Linked DNA regions of Sus scrofa: regions 1 and 3 are each linked to region 2. The links are chromatin contacts, called in public Hi-C maps. All regions are on one chromosome and are shown on one strand. The core of a region is the stretch at or near the end of the contact, and the rest is flanking DNA. Distances in the headings are between cores, read along the strand shown.

The links. Hi-C and Micro-C count contacts between places; a contact is called where the count stands out from the background.
Region 1: a contact with region 2 is called in a Hi-C map of embryonic fibroblasts, with 2.2 times the contacts expected there. The contact joins the enhancer-like site here to the promoter of RAP2B in region 2. A contact is called at or near these places in 3 of 5 promoter capture datasets (fetal liver, fetal skeletal muscle and liver), 10 of 47 Hi-C or Micro-C datasets (adipocytes, brain, embryonic fibroblasts and 6 more) and 2 of 2 datasets of contacts at active chromatin or transcription factors (alveolar macrophages and skeletal muscle).
Region 3: a contact with region 2 is called in a Hi-C map of skeletal muscle, with 4 times the contacts expected there. The contact joins the promoter of ARHGEF26 here to the promoter of RAP2B in region 2. A contact is called at or near these places in 2 of 47 Hi-C or Micro-C datasets (alveolar macrophages and skeletal muscle).

The regions. Positions count from the first base shown.
Region 1 is chr13:94,012,722-94,016,695 of Sscrofa11.1, reverse strand. No RefSeq gene overlaps it. Among named protein-coding and RNA genes, the nearest start is that of ARHGEF26, 140 kb to the left of the region's middle. Within about 2 kb of position 2,560, at least 4 of the 83 cell types and tissues checked have an H3K27ac peak or open chromatin away from gene starts, as enhancers often do. A contact at or near this core is called in embryonic fibroblasts, where this site is marked.
Region 2 is chr13:93,306,324-93,310,580 of Sscrofa11.1, reverse strand. It overlaps RAP2B (RAP2B, member of RAS oncogene family), which reads right to left and starts at 2,469. Exons shown (of 1, transcript NM_001123185.1): 1 at 1,918-2,469. The coding sequence starts at 2,469. The coding sequence ends at 1,918.
Region 3 is chr13:94,152,827-94,157,171 of Sscrofa11.1, reverse strand. It overlaps ARHGEF26 (rho guanine nucleotide exchange factor 26), which reads right to left and starts at 1,354. Exons shown (of 15, transcript XM_021069689.1): 1 at 1,220-1,354; 2 at 1-798. The coding sequence starts at 731.

The DNA of each region.
Region 1 (3,974 bases), core at 1,311-3,810, 710 kb before region 2:
ACATAGGAAATTTATCAAATAACATAAAAAAATTTCTCAGAGTTGACATGTGTGACCCCCTCAACTGAAATAGTCTACTCAGTGCCCAACCCACAAGGAAAACCCACAATAAGGCACATAAAAGTTCAGAACATCTGGTGAAAGAGATTTCTAAGAGTTTGAAAAAGTCAAAAGCCACATTAAAAGGAAAAGCACTGTACCCATCTAATCAAGAATTCAGAATTTTTTAGGCATGCAACAGCTCACAAAATTTACTTAATATTTTTTCTTTCTCATGATGCAACTGGAATATATTCTTCTACAAAGAAAGTAAATCAAGAAAGAGGAAGACTTTGGATTAGGAAATAGTGGATGGATCCAACATAGGAAAATGACAAAGGATATTCAAGAATAACAGTTATGTAGCCTGCATAGAAAACTACTTGTCGATTAGAGCAGGAAGTTGGAGTGGGTTTTCTGGGGGGGGGGGGACTGTATTATTTGATTATACAATTTGTTTGACTACTTGGAAAATATCAAGAAGCATTGGAAAGATCTATCACATGAGTGTTAAGTCATAGAAAACTAAGCAAATTAAAAAATGAGGTGATTACTGACTTTAGGAGAAAACAAAAAGTTAATAAGAGAGGAAACATAACACACATAGTATTGTGCTTATTAACACAGAATAGTATTGTGCTCAGCAATAAACCTTTATCCCATCATACAAAGGTAAATGCTTCCTTCCATTTTAACCAAAAATTACCAAAAAAAGAAGAAAAAGAAACAGACTGAATTATGAAAAATGTCAGAAATAAATTAAGTAAAAGAAATTTAAAAATAATTTTCATTAAATTTACACCATTTAATGGTTCTGTATTCATATATTCAATTCAACTGACTTCAGTTGGGAGTCAGCAAAGAGCCCCGTTGAAATGATCAAACTGTTTACAAATCATCCAGGAAAGTCTTGTTGACTTAGAGAGTGGCTCTCAAAGTGTGGTCCAGAAGCAATTATATCACCTGGAAACTTATAAGAAATGCAAATTCTTGGGGCCCATTTAGTCAGAAACTCTGGTTTTGGTGCCCAACAAAAACAAATCTTACAGGTGATTCTAATGAATGCTAAAAGGTTTTTGTTTGCTTTTTTTTTTTTTTAAATTTAGGGCTGTGCTGTGGTATACGGAAGCTCCCAGGAGACATACACCACAGCTCATGGCAATGGTGGATCCTTTAACCCATTAAGTGAGGCCGGGGATTGAACATGCATCCTCATGGATACTAGTCAGGCTCCTAACCTGCCGAGCCACAATGGAAACTCCCATAACATTTTGAGAAGCACAGATTTATGGAAACTTGTTCTCAGTTGGGGCTGAAAAATCACTATTTAAGAGTTGATTAAGGTTTCTAAATTGTTAAGGAAACAAAGGAAAACAAATTTAGGTACCAAGAACTTAACTGCATCTGCTAGTACTTTTTTTTCCTGCAATTCAACCCATCTTATCCTCCATTTATCTATCTTTTACTTGATATTTGATTTAGAATTTGGGAAATAAACATTAACTTTTGCTAGATGAAATGTTGAGTAAATTACCTCAACATTATCTGATAATTATTTGCCAATCCTTTGTCTAGATATAAAAGACCTCAAATAGAATCCATAAACATATTTATTCTGAGTGTCCACATCACTATATGTTCTATGCCATGTTGAAGAGTTCAGGGTTGCAGGCATCTTCATGATGTATACTAATTCACAGTCTTATTGGTTGACCTGCAGGAAACCAATGTAGATGCCCCATCAGTGAGAGCAACTCTGTAATTCCATTGGTTGTTCTCTTACAAAAGAGTTTGACTCCTGTTTTTCTAAGAAAGTTGAAATTTTGTTAACAGTTTTGACTTATGTAAAAGTGTTAATGCTTTTAATATTATAGTTGCAGTAGTGGGCAAGGGAATCTTCCAAAGGATCCCAAACTGAACTCATAAGCTTCTCAGTGCAAACCTTCCCTACTTCTCATTCTTTTATATCAGTAATTAGAATCATCATCTGATCAGTTGGCTAGGCTACAGCCATGACGTTTACCCACTAACTCATTCAATAAAAATTGAGTACTTACTATATCCTGGCTTTTCTAGGAACTGGGGATCGAGTGGTAAACAAAATAAGACAAAAAGCCCTGCCTTAAAAGAGCTTAGGTTCTAGTAGTGGGAGATAGACAATAACCAAAATAAATAAGTATTTACATTATTGTTTACTGTAAATCAAAAACTGAGGTATTCAGAAGAAAACTTGGGAGTACTGTCCTGGAGGTTGAAATGTTTAGTAGGATGATCAGGGAGGCCTCAAGGAAAAGGTGATATTTTAAAAAGACTGGAAGAAGACAAGGTGTGAACCATACTGGCATCTGGACAGAACAAAGTGCAAGAGCAAAGACTGAAAGTAAAGATCATGCCTGGAATGTTTGAGCAATAGCAGGACCTTAAAGTGGGTGAGGCACAGTGAGCTTGCAGAAGGGCATTAGGAGGTGAAGTCATTGAGGTATTAGGCAGGGTGGGGCTGTGTTGTACAGACTCTGTCATCCTTGTGGTATATTGTAAAGACTTTGGCTTTCATTTTTTAATGAGATGGGAGCCACTGCAGGGTTCTGAGCTGAGAAGTAACAGGACCTGACTCATCTGTTGAGAATGATGATGTCCACCTCCTTCACTCTCTCAGTAAATCATCATGGTCTACTTTCTTTTTCATCTCAAATCTGTCTGAATCTTTATTTTTCCATCATCACTGCCAGAACACTAGTTGAGGAAACTTTAATTTCTTACTTGAATCATCTTAATAGCTTCTTAGCAAGTTTTCTTGCCTCCTGTTTGTTTCTCTCAAATTCATTCTCCACCATGTCTCCAGAGAACCACTGTGAAAACTTGATATTTACACCCCAAGTTAAAGCTATCAATAGCCTTATTTTTCCCCCCTGAAAATAAATTCCAAACTCCTCAACATGACTTTTCATGGCCTGATTCCTTATCTCCAGTTTTGTGTATTCCCTATTGTCCCACTTCATATGATGTGATCTGGCCATACTAAACTTTGTTCTTTGAATATATGATGTTTTTTTTCCTTCTGAAACTTCAGAGTTCATTTACTCCAAGGAAGATTTCCTAGATTTTAAAACATGGATTGGTTTACCTTCTTTTTGCTCTTACACCACCCTCTACTTCCCCTACACTGAATCTGTCATTCTATAATCCCACGGTTTCATTCTCTCTATCCCCATTTGTCCTTGAGGCTTGGTGAGAACTGTCTGCCTCATTCATTTTATCCCCAGTGTTGCAATGTTTGTGATACTTAGAAGGTGCTCAGTAAATAAGGAGTGAACAGTGAATGGATGAGAAAACTACTTGACAGATGAGAACACATTGAGGTTATTTATGAATCCCTTGTCAGGATCAAGATGGCAGAAGAGTAAGATGTAGTACTTACCTCCTCCCACAAACCACCACAGTCAGTTATCTCTGATTCCAGAGGTGGGTGTGGCCCACCACCACTAGGGGTCCGTGAAGAGGTACCACCTGCAGCCTCAGTAACTGCAGCAGTTGGCACAGAGGAGGGCACTGCAACTGAGCAACAACCATTATTCTCACTTCTCTGGGAATGCACATGCCTTGCTGCTGCCATTGCCAAATGCTCCAGGTGCTTCCTAAACCTGCCTGAGGGTCATTGCCACTTCCCAGGGCCTTGCAGCTAGGAGCAGCCTGCACCACCTTCCCATGGGTTCTTGCTACTGCAATTTAACCCATCTTATCCTCCATTGGTCCAAGCATCCAAACTCTCACACCAAAAATAAATAGTAAGTCCTCACAAAATACCCAGAGGTGCTCTTGCATATAAATAGCCTTCCAAGACTACAGTAATTGGTTTCCCTAAACTCACAGAATAAGAAAAATATAAGCAAAATGAAGAAGCTCAGGAACCATTCCCACTTACAAGAACAGGAGAT
Region 2 (4,257 bases), core at 1,220-3,719:
TCAACTGGATAGGTGATGTAATTTCAACAACACAAAACAAACAGAAGACAAAAGATAGAAATAGGAAAAGGAAAATTAAAAGCACTAGCCTATCTGGCCAGATGCCTGGTTACTTTCCCAGATCTAAGGCAGTTTTAACAGTTGGTTTCTCCCCTTCCCTACCTAATGTGAGATAAACTGCTCCAAGTCAGCAGAACAGATTCAATATCCTGTAGTCAACGTATGGCCATACCTGACACCGCAAGACTTCCTAGACCTCGACGATTTTTTCCATATTTAAGGAGTTGGGAGGAGTGTCACTCAACTTGTCACTGAGACACACCTCTCTTCAGAATTTGGCAAACCACTCTTGGGGGCTTCATGCACCTTCCCCCTGTCCACCTCAGCCACAGTACTGTTTAAATAACTGAATATGAAACACAGAAACACAAACAAATTTTTGGATTTCTTTAAAAATGACATTTGTATTAAAAATCTTAAAATGAAGAGACAATGATTAAACACATGTCTGGAATTAAAAATTACAAGTTGTTAGAATTCTCTTGGTACATCACAACAGCAAAATTCTGCTCTTTGCTTCTGGAGGAACACCCTATAACAGAAAACCAAAAATTTTAAAAAATGATACAAAAGGGGAGCTAAATACCTGAACACTGGAACAAAATGAAGCAAAAAAAAAAAAAAAAAAAAAGAAAGAAAGAAAAAAAGAAAAAAGAAACCCATTGCAAAATAAGTGAATTACATCTTAAAAGCTGGAAATAATAAAGAAATTCACCGAACAACAGGCCCTATTGTCCTGATTCCTTCAGGAAGATTACTGAAAGGAAATGGGGAAGTGGTTTGAGGGGATCTGGTGGGAAATTCACAGGTTGGCACCGGCTGGAACAGCTGAGTTTTGAAGGCACTCTGCAGACACAGGGGTGCTGGGGGCCCTGAATCACATTTGTGAAGTCTTTGTACTGTGTTTTAAAGAGCTAGTCATCAAAACCTGTTACTGCCAACCAATAAGAACAAAAAGCTAAATCTAAAAACACACACACACACAACAGTACACACAAAAATGTGCAGATCTGTAACATTTTTTTTCACAGCTGATAAAAAAAAATACTACCGTTCTCCCCCAGACTCCCCTTTGATACAGTAGGTAAACAAAAATAGATTTTTTTTTTCCACAAATATCAGCAGACACATTCTGGCACCCCACACTGTATTGGCATCAGTGTTAACAGTCCCAGTTCAGATGTGCAATACTTCAGATTGGATACACTGTAACAAGAATCCAACTTTGCATAGACATCCTCAGAATCATAATCAGTCACGGGGTTGCCCTTCCAAGCTGGCAGAAAAGGAACCCGATCTTAATTTCCAGCTACTCCTGGAAAACGAGGAAAAAAAACAAAAGTTTTTTCCTCTCCTCCTGCTCCTTCATTTGGTTCTCCCGGACTTCCTTCCGAGTATTTAAAACTTGGAACGAGAAAAACGGTTTTGGACAGAAAAACAAAAACAAAAAACTCCCCCTTTCCAACCTTCTCCCCGTCCTCTTCCTCCCCCACCCCATTTTTTTTTTTTTTTTTTTCTCCAGGCTGAAACTTTCGCTTGCCGGTGTCAAGCTGCCAATACAGCGCCCCAACGGCTGCGTCAATGGGGAAATAACGCGTCAACCAAAATCAATGAGAAACGTACATGCCGCAAAGAGCCACATTTCCATCGGGTCTCGGATGGTCAGAACGGCACACCCCCTCGGACACGGGGCAGAGGCAGGGGACATGGCCACGGGGGCCAGCCGGGCTCCCGGGACACCCCGGCCGATGCAAAGTCGTCTCCAATCTCAAAGCAAGAAGAGAAATCACATTTAGAGTCGGGTGCGTTTGGCTTTTGTGCGCAGAGCTCGGCCGGCGCGCGGCAGCCGCGGGCGCCTCAGAGGATCACGCAGGCCGAGCAGCAGCCCTCGTCTCCGTTGGGCTGCGCCGCGTAGTTCATCTGCCGCACGATCTCGGCAAACAGCTCGTCCACCGAGGCTTTGTTTTTGGCCGATGTCTCCATGAAGGGGCAGCTCCACTCCTCGGCCAGGGCCTTGCCCTCGCCGTAAGAGACCTCGCGCTCGCCCTCCAAGTCCACCTTGTTGCCCACCAGGATCATGGGCACTCTCTCGTACCGCTTTACGCGGATGATCTGGTCCCGCATAGGCTTGATGTCCTGGAAGCTCTGCTGGTTAACGAGGCTGTAGACGAGGATGAAACCCTGGCCGTTCTTGATGTACAGGTCCCGCATGGACGCGAACTGCTCCGTGCCGGCCGTGTCCAGGATCTCCAGCACGGACGGCGACGAGTCCACCTCGATCTCCTTGCGGTAGAAGTCCTCGATGGTGGGGTCGTACTTCTCGATGAAGGAGCCGGTCACGAACTGCACGGTGAGCGCGGACTTGCCCACGCCGCCCGAGCCTAGCACCACCACTTTGTACTCTCTCATGGCTCCGTCGGCGCTCGCCCGTCGGGGCTGCGCGCCGTAGTAAGGCTGGGCTTGGCGGCTGGACTTCTACCCTTCCTCAGCTCCGCAGGAAAAACTCAGGAGCGAAATGGCCGAGGAGCGCAGAGCGCGGAAATCACCGAGCGGGGGCCGGGCGCCGGGCCGGCCGGCAGCGGCAGCGCGTCCCTGGGGCGCAGGTCCGGGGCCCCGCAGCAGCCCGCGGCGGCAGCGGCAGCGGCAGCCTGGGCGGCGGAACCGGAGGACAATGCCGGCAGCCTGTGCAAAGCGAAGGCTGCAGCTTCTCGTCGCGGCAGCCCAGAAGGGCGAGGAGGCGGCGGAGGTAGCGGGCTGCGGAGGCGGCAGCTAATTGCGCGTCGGGCCGGGACGCGCGTGGCATGAGTCCCCGCAGAGCGTGCGCCCACCGCCGCGGCCCATGGAGCTCTCTTCCTCAGCCTCCGCGGGGCGAGGGCTTCCTACTCGCCGCGCGCAGCCCGGCCCTCCCCGCCCGGACGAGCATGCCCAGTGCGCCGCCGCCGGCCGCTCCCGCCGGATCCGCTGCTCCTGGTTTTCCAGGGAGCCGGGCGGAGGCGGGGTTGTGGGTGGGGCTCGCGATTTGAGTCGGGACTAGCGGATTCGCCGGAGGCTCTGGTCTCCCAGCAAGAGGACAAATGTGCCGGGATGTGTAGGTGTTTGTGGCGGGCTGGGAGAGCTCCAGTGGGAGGTTGGAGGCAGCCTTCTTTCGCCGCTCTGGGTTCATACATAGGGGCTCAGGCTCTTCGAGAAGCGAGTGGGTGCGGCAGCCACCCCCTCACTCCTCCCTGGGAATAGGGAGGATTGGGCTCTTGCCTCGCATCATTCAGAGCCCGTAGATCCCACTTCCCAGACCCCCGGAGGGTGTGTCTCCCGGGATTGAGACCCAAAGGACGTTTGGGTGTTTGGCGGGAAGACCATCTTCCCCTACCCAAGGCGCAGCTCTTTCTACCCGACCTTCTCTGGCCTACTCTCCCGCACTTTCATCTCTGGGACAAAGAAAACGGGAATGCTGGGTCTGAAACCCTGTTGCGACTAGGGAAAGGGCTGCCTCTACTAACCAGAGCTGTCTTCGGGCTAGGGTTCCGCGGGCCACCCCGCCCCCCCACTCGCCCCCTCCCCCGCCCCAGTCAGCTGGGGCCAAAATCTGGAGAGCGGATTACAGTCCTATCCAAAGCGGCGGTGGCGCCCGCAGCTAGTCAGGGCATGCTCAGTGCACAGAGCAGGTTTGGGGGCTTGGAAGTAGGAAGCTTGTGCACCACACACCCACACTCTAGCTCAAATTACCTCTCCCAGACTCTGGACCCATTGGTCCCGGGGCGCAAATCTCACACCCTCAAATGCTCTCCCATTGGCTACTGCCAAGATCTTATCAGTTTGGGCTGCTTCATTGGCTAAAAAGTAGACTCCGCTCGTGATTGGTTATTTATAGAGATTGAGTTGAGAGGCGGAGGCACAGCTGTTCTTTCTCTGCTGCTCCCCGCCCCCTTCCTCCCACTTCCCCATCCTAGTCGTTTTGAAGCTAAGAGTGAAAAAAATAAGGAATTTAGGCGGAGATCTCAGAGCTAAATATAGTCCTTTGTTGGTGTATTGGAGAGAATCTAACTTCTTGGTGCCCAGTCACGACAGTCGGTTGAAGGGAGCTGGCTACAGTTCTTGGTCTTCAAGAAACAGCAAAGTTTCCAAGTTTGGTGGTTTTTCTGTTTGTTTGTTTGTTTTAGCAGGGTGGGGGAGGGGCTAGGATGTGGAAATGGGCCACTA
Region 3 (4,345 bases), core at 105-2,604, 850 kb before region 2:
AGGGCGGCGGGGCTGTTTGTGCTCAAAACCACTGAAGGATTCTCCGGGAGCTCATTCTCCTGTGAGGGCAGCCTTTGGAGGGGGAGTTTTTGTTCTAAGTACCTTTTCTGGGGAGCAGGAGAAAGTCTCGAGGGTGTCCGCTCAGGGTCCTTGGCCATCTGGCCGGGCAGCGAACGGGCGCCTGGAGAGGCGATATTAGGAGTAAGCCCATTTGCAGCAGACGAAGGCAGGGGGCTGGCGGGGAATCTGGCCCTGTCTTCCGAGCTGCAGGGAGCGGGTACTTGAGGAGTCCGCGGGGGGTGCGGGGGGTGCAGCTGCTGCGGCGCCGGCGAGGTCACCGTGCCATTCGCTGGGGATTTGGGGGCTCCGCCCGACGCCACTTTGGGTACCTGGGGTGACTTGGGCCGTCGAAGCCGAGGAGAGACAGCCCTGCACTCCGGGGAGACGGTCCTCCCATTGGTTACCGCTCTCCGATGGGCGCAAAGAAGCAGCGGGCTCCTCTGGACTGTCCTGCCGTCGGAGGAGGTGGGCACCTGAGCCGGAGTCTGCACCGCAGGGAGCGTCCCTCGGTCCTCCACCGGGAAATCCGTGATCAGCAATCCGCTCGGGCTCTGGTAGGACTGGGGCCTCGGCTTGCTCCGGCCCAGCAGCTGGGGCTGAGGGGTTGAACGCCTCCGCCACAACGGGGTTAAGTTGTTGCTGGAAAAATCCACTTCGCTCTCGCCGTCCATAGCGGAGCCTTGGTGGGGGGCAGGGAGCGAGTCAGCCCCGGGGTGAACAGCACCCAGTTAGTCTTGCCTAAAGAGGAAAGAAGTCATGGAACTTTGCCTCTGGACAACCAGGAACGCCTTGCAGACACGCGCGCTCTGAGCCCGGCGATCACGCGAACGCTGCGCCGGACACAACTGCGCGTCAAACACCCTCCCTTTCTCGGGCAAAAACTGTGCCCACCGCCCGGCGCAGTCCCGCTCAGAATCTGGGCCACACTGTGGGGTACTAATCCAATCACCTCCACGTCTCTCCGGAGCCCAAAGACCACCCGCACGGAAAGAGACCGCCACCAATTCGCCGGGTGCAAACTGATGCACAAGAAACTTGGGACGAGTTCAGCTTTCTTGGGAAACTCGCCGCGGGACGCTCCCCTCTTCCGCCATCCAGCCGCCCGCCCCCGTCGTTGGTCCCCTAGCACTCTAGCTGCCCGGCTCACAGGTGGATTTACCTTCAGGGCTTTGCAGAACCCGGGGCCAAAGAGCACCCACCACCCGGTGGGTGGCCCAGGTCCGGGACGGAATCGCGGCGGCGGGAGCTCTGGAGAGCTCTGCAGCGGACTAGGCTTCGGCTCCGCCCCCAAGCTTGATCCCTCCCTCAGCATTGACCACGCCCGGGCCCTCCTCTGTCTGAGCCACCCCGGAGCTGCTGCTTTCCCGCCCTGACTCTGTTAAAAACAGACAAGCGCACCTGGGCTGAGCGCGGAGCTCCGAGGTTCCCGGCCGCGAGATGTAGTCAGGGGGCGGCGTGCGAGCTGCCGGCGCGCGGGGTTGTTGCCGGGAGCACAGCGTGGGAACGAGCGTGGGAGCCCTGCCCAGACATAATTTACGAAGCCCTGGGCCTCCGGACGAACCTCCCTAGTAGAAACCGGGTGCCAGGCAAAGTAGAGTCTGTGAAGCGCTTGAGCTGGAGCGGGTAGCTCTGAACGCAAGAAAGCCAGGCGCCTCACCATTCAGGTGGTCATAAAACACAAATCCTTTGCCCTTTCTCCTACTTTTTTTTTTTTTTTTTTTTTTTTGTCTTTTCTAGGGCCGCTCCCGGGCATATAGAAGTTACAAGGCTAGGGGTCTAATTGGAGCTGTAGCCGCCAACCTGTGCCAGAGCCACAGCAACACCAGATCCAAGCTGCGTCTGCAACCTACACCACAGCTCACGGCAACGCCGAATCCTTAACCCACTGAGCAAGGCCAGGGATCGAACCCGCAACCTCATGGTTCCTAGTCGGATTTGTTAACCACTGAGCCACGACGGGAACTCCTAAAATATTTTTATAGACTGAGAGATTTGCTTATTTGTGCCTTGAATATTTCTGGAAGTTTACATACAGCCGGCTCTTGAGAGGGGAAACTGGGTGGCTAGGAATCCGGAGAAACGTAGTGTTTTCATTCAATAATCTTTGGATCTTTATGCTTTGAATGACAAATGTTACCTGTTAAAAGTAAACGCAATTTAAATTACAAAAAAGGTTTATTGATCTCTAAACATACATAAAACAAAACTCAAAATCCTCTCCATAACTTACAAGGTTCTGAGTGACTTGCCTACCCCTGCAGCCTACTCTTTTCCCTCAACACTTTTTACTTCACTTTTAGACCAAAGTTTGACAAGCTCAGAATTTTCCCTTTTGTTCCTCCTTGACTTTCTGACCATCATTCCATCAGAGGCCTTCCCTCCTGAATCAGATTTTGACCCCGCTACCTGTTCTCTTCCTTTTCTACACATATCACAATACACAAACATATTTATTCATATAGTTTTATATATATACATGTGTGTGTATATATATGTTTTTTTTTGTTTTTTGCTTTTTAGGGCAGAATCCGTGGCATATGGAAGTTCCCAGGCTAGGGGTTGAACTGGAGCTACAGCTGCCAGCCTATGCCACAGCCACAGCAACAGTGGGATCTGAGCTAGTCTTCGACCTACACCACACCTCATGGCAAAGCCAGATCCCTGACCCATTGAGCAAGGCCAGGGATCAAACCCACATCCTCATGGATTCTAGTCGGATTCATTTCTGCTGCACCACGAAGGGAACTCCACATGTACTTATTTTTATATTTACTATCAGTTTTATCTTCTTTCAGCTGAAGGCTGCAAGAGGGCATGGTTATTGGTCCTCTGTATTACAGGCACATAATGAGCACTTGATATTTATTGAGTGAATGAATGAAAGAGAGGAGTGATGTGAGGACACTTCCCCCCAGAGTGCTCTGCTGCCAAACAGTAGAAAGTTGGCCAGCCTCCTGCTATGTGAAAAGAATAAGGCAAACTTTAGAAGACAGATGATTTTTAGACCATTAGATCTTTATAATTATTTATATTAGCAAGACATATAGGCTGTTCTCCAAGTTCTCTTTTTTGGCATTCACACATTCAGCAAGGATGTATTGAGCATCCAAAGAGTACTGGTGTTTGCCCTAGGGAGACTGAATGTGATGATCAAAAATATTGAGGCAATCTCTGGGTGATGGTGAGATGAAGCCAGATATTTTTTCATGCTTCTTTATACTTTGCTGTACTTACCAAATGCTGTACACCAAATATATGTTACTTTGATCTGAGGTATTTTTGTAAACTGAAAGAAATGGCGTCAAAATATTTATAAGAATTTTTTCCTTTTTTTTTTTTCTTTTTCTTCCATGAGCACTTGCAGCATATGGAAATTCCCAGGTGAGGGGTCAAGTCTAAGCTGCAGCTGGAGCCTACAACACAGCCACGTCAACACTGGATCCTTAAGCCACTGAGTGAGGCCAGGGATGGAAACTGCATCCTCACAGAGACAATGTCGGGTCCTTAACCGAGTGACAATGGGAACGCCAAAAAGATTTTTCGAAAAAAAAAAAAAATTTACCAAATACTTTGGTTGGAAGTAATATGTTTCCAATATATTAATTTTATATTGGAAAAATATAAGTTTAATTTTAAAAGTGCTTAGCTAGTAACAAATGAAGTGTTACCCAATTCAGAATGCAATCTGTGACTTATATTAAGAAGTTGTAAATGGTGATGTGAGAAGCTAGCTGCTCTTTCAATTATGTGGGTTCTGCAAACAAGTGTAACTGATGATTGTGATGGAAACACAGGATCTTCCTACCTCATTCCTAAGCAACAACATAATACCCACCAAAATAACCACAATCGCAAAACACCAAGCTCCGTTCCTTCACTAAGGAAAGCTTGGAAATTCCACAGAACTACTGCTCATTTTAGCCTCTACACTCTCTCTCCATCGATCAATCTGTCTGTCTGTCTATCCATCGATCGATCGATCGAGCAATCTGTTTTTTAGGGTCTCACCCAAGGCATATGGAAATTCCCAGGCTAAGAGTTGAATCAGACCTATGGCTGCTGGCCTACACTACAGCCACAGCAACGTGGGATCTGAGCCATGTCTTTGACCTATGCCACAGCTCAAGACAACACAGGATCCTTAACCCGCTAAGAGAGGCCAGGGATCTAACCCACATCCTCATGGATACTAGTCTAGTTCGTCACCGTTAAGCCACAATGGGAATCCTCCACTCAATTTATTGTATCTATTCAAATCTAAGACATCTTTGATTGTATGTGCCGC